Linked DNA regions of Anser cygnoides: region 2 is linked to region 1. The links are chromatin contacts, called in public Hi-C maps. All regions are on one chromosome and are shown on one strand. Each heading gives the region's core, a stretch centred on a gene start, on an enhancer-like site or on the middle of the called end of the contact. The rest is flanking DNA. Distances are from core to core; before and after follow the strand shown.

What was found. Hi-C and Micro-C count contacts between places; a contact is called where the count stands out from the background.
Region 2: a Hi-C map of liver shows a contact between it and region 1, with 5 times the contacts expected there. The contact joins the enhancer-like site here to the promoter of PPM1B in region 1. A contact is called at or near these places in 2 of 7 Hi-C or Micro-C datasets (both in liver).

What each region holds. Positions count from the first base shown.
Region 1 is chr3:28,604,380-28,608,227 of Taihu_goose_T2T_genome, reverse strand. PPM1B (protein phosphatase, Mg2+/Mn2+ dependent 1B) reads right to left here and starts at 1,314. Exons shown (of 8, transcript XM_066993801.1): 1 at 1,069-1,314.
Region 2 is chr3:28,659,501-28,663,128 of Taihu_goose_T2T_genome, reverse strand. It overlaps PPM1B (protein phosphatase, Mg2+/Mn2+ dependent 1B), which reads right to left. Exons shown (of 8, transcript XM_066993801.1): 8 at 1-21. Among named protein-coding and RNA genes, the nearest start is that of SLC3A1, 5.3 kb to the left of the region's middle. Within about 2 kb of position 2,253, at least 1 of the 3 cell types and tissues checked has open chromatin away from gene starts, as enhancers often do. A contact at or near this core is called in liver, where this site is marked.

The DNA.
Region 1 (3,848 bases), core at 65-2,564:
TGCCCCCGCTGCTCATTTCTACTTCTAAGCATACGGCCAAGTTCCCTCACAGCCTCAATCTACAGTAAACCGTGGCAATTTACCCACAAGAATAAAGCATTGATGCCCTTACAGACAGAAGCTTACACTGCCTGACATCACCAGTACGGATGGATGCCTACAGATACCTCCCAGCACATGCACGGCCTTTTCTCCAAACAGCACCATTGTGTCTACAAGATATGGCAACTGCCGTAAGTTTTCCAATTTGTATTCCATGGCTCAGCCAACAAACATCCAGGCTTCCCATGTTGTCACAGGCAGGCCAGCAGCCCATGGCTCCTGCCATGCTCCCGGGGCACAGACCGCGTCGCTTGCTGCCCTGGCCTGTCCCAACACACACGAAGCAGGGCTCGCTCCGCTGGTGACAGCCAGCCATCTCTCTCAGCCCTCGACAGGAGCGCCCGACAAACCAACTTGCATGCAGCTAAGCACATGCATGCCTCTCTGTCCACATACCATCTCCTATTACACACGAAGGTCTCGCACATTACGTCTAACCGCAGCGGCCACCAAACAAAACAAGTTCAGAACCTTGTAGGAACCTGTTGCCACCGTGCCTGGAAGCCGGACACGGGCTTGCCGCCCAAAGCCTCCTCCTCCTCCACACCGTCCAGAAGCCACACAGCTTATCCCTTCAGTTCTCACAACACGTCCAGGATTAGCTGCCTACCGCTCCCAGGTGTACAAGCCTTCGCGTACCACTACCCCCAAACACGTGTGCCTTCCCATGCCGCCTGCACCCCTAAGGCACGAGCACACCCCGGGCACCATGCCCCTCAGCCCCCCCCACCAGGCGGCCGCCCCCAGCCCCTCAGACGGCTCCCCCCTTCCCCCGGCCCCGAGCTGCCCCCACCCCCGGCGCCGAGCCCCCCGCCCGGCCCCAAGGGCCCTGCCCCCAGCTTCCCCCCGACCCCCCCGCACCGCGCAGGAGGGCCCGGCTGGCAGGGCAGCTCCCCCGGCGGCCGGGCCCTGCTCCCCCGGCGGCGCCCCGCCGCTCCCCGCCGGCCCGGGCCCCTCTCCCCGTACCTGTCGGCGGAGCGGCGCCGGCGGCCCGGCAGGGCAGGGCAGGGCAGGGCACGGCAGGGCAGGGCCCGTCCCGCGCGGTGCGCTGCGGGGCCCCGAGGCAGGCGGCGAGGCGCAGCCCGTGAGGCGCAGGCCCTCAGGCGCGGCCCGCCCCGCGCCGGCCGCCGCCGGCCGCAGCCGCCGCCCGCTCGCGCAGCCGGAGCGCCGCCCGCAGCGCCGCCATGTTGGGAGCCCCCGTCCCGACGGCCGCCGCCGGCCCCGCCCTCCCCCCCGCGCTACGTCACGGCCCCCCCCCGAGCCGCCCCCCCGGCGATCCCGCCCCCCTCCCCGCGCCCGTCCCGAGCCTGCTATTGGCTGCCGCCGACGTCGCTCGCCCCGTTCCCGCCCCCCCCCCGCCGTCATTGGGCGCCCGCTCAGCTCGCGCTGGAAAGCCTCGGCGCCATTGGGCGAGCCGCGAGCCGCTCACCCGCCGGCCCCGCTGGGGAGCGTCCCCCGATTGGGCATTTCGCACCCGTCTCGCCAGCTATTGGCCGCCGCTCTCGTCCATCACGGCGCCGGCGCGCGCGGCGCCTGCCTTTCTCCGCACTTTCTTCGCCCGGCCTCGCCGCCTGGGCTGGCCGGACGGAAGCGGCTGTCAGGCGGCGCCCCCGCCCCGCCCCTCCCCGCCGCCGCAGCCTCCCCGCCCCGCCTTACCCGCGGGCCATTGGCTCCCGGCGCTGCCACTCCCCCGCCACCTCCCTCGCCCCGGCCGCCGCTGCGCGGGGTGGGCGGGAACCGGGCGGTGGGTGCCTCCTCCCGATTGGCTGCTTCCCCTGTCAATCCGGCCGGGCCGGCGGGCCCCCGGCGGAGCCGCGGCGCGCGCGCCGCTCCGCGCCGCGATTGGCCGCGCCGCGCCTGCGGGGAGGGGAAAGGTGCGCGGCGCCCCCCCGGCACGGAGGGGAGGGGAGGGGAGGGGGGAAATGCCCGTATGTCCGCGCGATGACATCACCGGCAGCCAATCAGGGGGCGCGGGGCCGGCCGGCCGGGGGGCGGAGGCTCGCGCCCGCCTGTTGGGGCCGTTGCGTTGCGTGTCCGGTGCTTCACGGCCATCAGCCCCCAGTAGCTCACAGCCCCCGGTGCCTCACAGCCCCCGGTACCTCAAAGACCCTCAGTACCTCAGCCCCCCGGTACCTCACAGCCCCTCAGTACCTCACAGCCCCCCGGTACCTCACAGCCCCCCCCCGTTACCTCACAGCCCCTATTACCTCACAGCCCCCGGTACCTCACAGCCCCTCAGTACCTCACAGCCCCCGGTACCTCACAGCCCCCCGTACCTCACAGCCCCTCAGTACCTCACAGCCCCCCGCTGTTCCCAAGGGGCAGAAGCCAGCCTGGGTCACCCCCGGGACACCCAGCTCCCTCCCTGCCACCCCATGTTGGGTTTATGCTGGCCACAGAATGGGCTCAGAGCGGCTGTGTGCCCCTCGGCTCCCCCAGCCCAGCGCTGCCCGTACCAGTACCGGTGGCACACGGGCTGATCCTTTGTGCCCCTTCACCATGTGCTGGGGTTGAACGGGCACCGCGGTCGTACATGGGGCCATAGGTCGAAACTCAGCTTACCTAGCGTTTTTATTGATCTGTCTCAACTTTTCTGGAGCTTTGGAAAAGCCCTGAAAAAGCCTGTAACTTGACAATAGGCCCCCTCTCTCTTCCACACAGGCGCACAATGGGATTATTTCCCAGAGTTACATCCACAGTCCAGAAAATACGCAGCTTTTAGCTTTAAGGTCATTGACACGCACACGAGATAACCCTTGCCTGGCACTCCAGAGGCAGTTTGAGCAAAGGTAACAGGAGCTGGAGCTGTGCTTTCTGCAGGTCCAGTGCACGTATGCTGCGAGGAGGAGGTTGGAAGGGGCACGCAGCGTGGTAGTGCTGCTTCCCGCAGCTCTCTGCCAGCCGGCAGAGTTGATGGACACTGAAACCTCGATTGCCTCAGAACAGATGCTCACAAGCAAGTTCGGAAACAGAACACTGAGACCACGGATCGCCCTCTGCCATGGAAGACTTGCTAATAGACAAGCTAATTTGAGTGCCCAGACCCGGCTGCCAATCAACCTAGTTATCCTTGCCGTGTCCACATGATCTGGGAGACTCAATATACTTTTATACACCTCACTAGGAGTTTGTTTTCTTTTTGTTTTTTTTTGGTGTGTGTGTGCCTTTCCTGAGGCTTACTTCTAGTGGTTATTTAAATACAATTTATGTATTATTAAAGTGATGACACATCTGGCTAAAAATTGCTGTATTTTCTGGTCGGTGAACATAAAATTCATTCAACATAGATAATTCTTGGGCTGCATTTGGAATAGCAGTTTTTACTTTAAGTGATTCACTGGGAATTTTTGGAAAGCCTGTCACTCTTGAAACACAGATTTCAGCAGGTACAGAACTGAGCTGTAATTTTATCAGGTCTCTGTTTACAGCCTCCACTTTGCTACTCGGCCGCCTGCCAGCGAGATACCACAGGCAGCATTAGATAATCCTGCCCCGTATGACCAAGGTATACTCAGCTGATACTGACTCCCCCATCTCATTTACTGTAGCAGCCATTCTTCCCACAGTGGCTACTAAAAGCAAAATGTTCACAAATATCGAAGAAATAGTCTTTCAGTTGTCATTCAAACCATCTGACCCTGTCTTTCTCCTTGCTCCCAGATTCAGCACATTCTTATCCCCTTCATTTCACCTTCTGCTCCAACTGCATATACAGTTTTATAACAAATTCTGAAAAATATAAAATA
Region 2 (3,628 bases), core at 1,004-3,503, 54 kb before region 1:
ATCTTCTAGATCTCCAGCACCCTACAGGAAGAGAAGAGGAGAAATATTACTACTCACCAATACAAATGAAAACATTTTGCTGCACTTTGGATTTAAGTGGCATAATTAATTAGAACACTAGCATAAAACCGACATTCTCCTTTTTTCATACCTGCCCACTTCCACACACAAACATGCTTTGCTCTTCAACTACACAGGAGAATTCACTTTTATGAAACATGACCCCAGTAAAGCTATTTTAACATAAAGACTTAAATATTACCTAAATATCATACTACATCATAGCTATCAATAGATACTACTACATCTATGGAATACAAAATACAATTCTACAGAGTACTAAAACTTAACTCTTAAGGTATTCCTGGTTCATCAGAAATTCCCACAGGCTCTTTTTCATTAAGGCAGTGAAATTTGTACCTATTTTGAACAACGATATTTTTATATGCAAGTATTACAATAAGGACTGAATACTGACACAACTGTTCCAGAGTTAACCTGTTAGCAAATCAGTTACCACCATTGTAAATTAGCACTATGATAACCGACCTACCCAAATGCATGTGCATACATGTGTCATACGCCAAAAGACAAGAAAATGATTTGGTAGAAGGTAAACTTAGGTAGAACAGCCAGTTTATTCATTTATATTGCTGATGCTTAACTTGAAATTGAGAAACGTTGCTCAGACAGAGGATTAATGAGGAGTGTACCAAACTTAAAATTACTCAAATATCTGTAGAAAAAATACTGAACATCACGATGAGTTAATATCGGAAGCTATGAGAGAAGTTTTGATGTCAGAATAATGGCATTTCAAAGAAAGTTTATTACTTGCTTAAAAGAGTCAATATGCATACAGGTGTGATTCCACAGCATGTTCTTTATTTTCACTTAAACACAAACTCTTAAAACTTGACACTAGGTACTAATTCTAAGTACATTTTCATTTCTGGATAAATGTTATGCTACAACCTGGGAAATAAGAATACAGTCATCTAGAAAATAGGTATTTATGAACAGTAGATACAAACTAAATTGGAAAAATGGTACACATTTCAAGAAGAAAAAGTGACAAACTAAGATGTGGTAAGTTTTGTAATTTACTTGTAATATAAACTATACACAATTCAAGTACAAACATGCAGTTATGATGCAGGGGAAAAATGGGAAGTATTCATATAATTCAATTAATTTGCACAAAAGATACCATTAAGTTGTGAATTACTTTACAACAGCAAACATACCATCAAAATTGTTATTTAAGAATTTACTTACAAGGTGTTTTGTTGGTTTTTCTTTAATTTACTTTTGCATTAGCATATTAGGTTCCTATTGTTGGTGCCAGAGGATTTTGAAAAAATCTCAAAGCAAAAGTTACCTGGTTGCTATATAACATAAGATGCAACTACTGTAATATACCATAGCTTTTGAACTTCTAAGGAAAAAGATATTTATGTAAACAATCTGTACAAATTATCAAAAGTGAAAACAACAGACTTCTAGGATAGATGTGACAAATGTTGAGATATAAACAAAGGAAAATCACCAAGTGAGGAGAAGCGTTAAATCCGCTACATAAAACAAAGACATTACGTCTGTTTATCGCTCATCTCATTCATCCCTGAATCTTCACTTGAGCTTTGTATTTCAGCAAGGTGATTCCCAGATTCTGTGGGGTTTTCTGGTAGAGGGTCACTGGGTCCAGCATCATTATCTGAAGTAGAAGCTGCAGCTGATTCAGCAGTACACTCTTCTCCCTGTATCTTAGCTAGCCTGTAACTAGTCAGCATCTCTTCCAGAAGGTGGCGGTAGTTCCCCCTATGATTAATTCTCATTTGCCTGAGTGCTTCCACCAATTTTCCCTGCGTTCCACTTTCCTCGGCTTCGCCAGGGTCCTTTTTTTAAGATTCAAGACCCCAAAAAAATCAGTTGTTAAACTAGGGTATTTTAGAACGACATTGAAAAAAAACACAACTTTTCTGACTGAGAAAACAACAGCTTTGTTCTAATTTAAGTATAAAAACACTTATTAGCAACATACACCTTAGAACAGTATCATTCATGTTTATTTTATACAATATAAAAACACTGTTTTAATAGGTATCATCCCTTAAAATAATAATTTCAATTTATTTTGAGCCAGACAGTGTCAACATGTTACCTCCACCCAATTAACTCCTTCTTGGTTCGAACGGTCTTTCTTATAGATATTCTCCACAATTGTCATTTTGAAATGAATGAAATTTGAACATTTAAGCTTCTTTAGCCAACAGGTCAATATTTTTAATTGTGAATTTTCACACAGCTGATAGCAACGCAGTTCTGTGAAAAGCTTACAAAAAAGAACAGGCTACCACTAACAATTTAGTTGAAGCATCACCTCGATACAAATGCTTCAATGTGTTTTAGAAGATGATCCCTCTATATTAAAGACAGATTTCTGCATGCATGATGCTGCCATAAAAGAAAGAAAACAGCTACCTATCAGCACCAGGAGCGGTGGGGTTTAAACAACATAAGACCATGGTTTTGGCAGATGTGTATTGCATTGAAAAATTCACAGCAACAGCCATTTAAAGTCAAATTTAGTGACCTACAGCACAGAACCTGAATAACACGCACTGATTAAGGAACAGAGGTCTCTTCTGCAACCATGTATTTGTCTACAAGCCTTCAATGGAAAGTCTTTTGTTGCTGTAGGGTTCTTTTGGTGTTTGTTTGTTTCCAATAGGCTTCTGTATCTATTACAGCACATTGAAATCAATATTAAATATTTTAACTTTCAAGTGCTATAGCAGTACTGTTGCTTTAAGAGAATAGCATGTTTTAAATTATTAATATCTAGCAAGTTATCAAGCTAGACAAATGGAACTAGAACACTTGAAGCTGGCAGATTTTGCAACAGAGGCAAAATCCAGACTGCCTTCTTCTCATGCCGACCTCATTTTATTGTTATCTAGTCCAAAAGCTTCATAAGCTACAAATATTGCAATTGCTCATTTTCAAGCTAAATAGAGGTATTAAGACAGTATCCTGGGTTCAGGAAGATTTTGGATGCTGTAATGTTGCTGGAATAGAAGTCCTAAGACCGATTAGAAAAATGTAAGTTAAAAGGAGACAATTTTACCACAAAGGTGAGCATTACTGTATATAATGCTATCCCTCTAAGCTCTATTTGTTGCTTAAGTAGAGATGTATTTCCACTGTGGTTTTCTGGTCTTAGTTTCAGATGTTGTGACTGCCACGTACTGGCATTTTCACATTCAGATAGATCTTCAAGAGCCCGTTGAGGAAAAGCAAGTTAAAAATACATACTTTTAATGCGTTAAGTGGGACTGGTTTAGTGCCTTAGAAGCACAAATTCAGCAAAAATTCAGAGCATCAAAATTTGACTTGATATAATTCCTCTGTCCCATCAATTTTACTCTGAGGTTTTGACATTAGCAAACATACGCCCACTCCACAATACTCAGATCTTTAAAGCCCTTTTGGCAGACTGAGGTAAATACTTTTGCTCCTGTGCAACTCTAAAGAGTAAATGCAATAAGCAATATGCTAGCATTGCCGAGACTCCTGAACAACTCGAATGCTATTATGAACCAAAATAACAGTGCTGTTAGTGCTT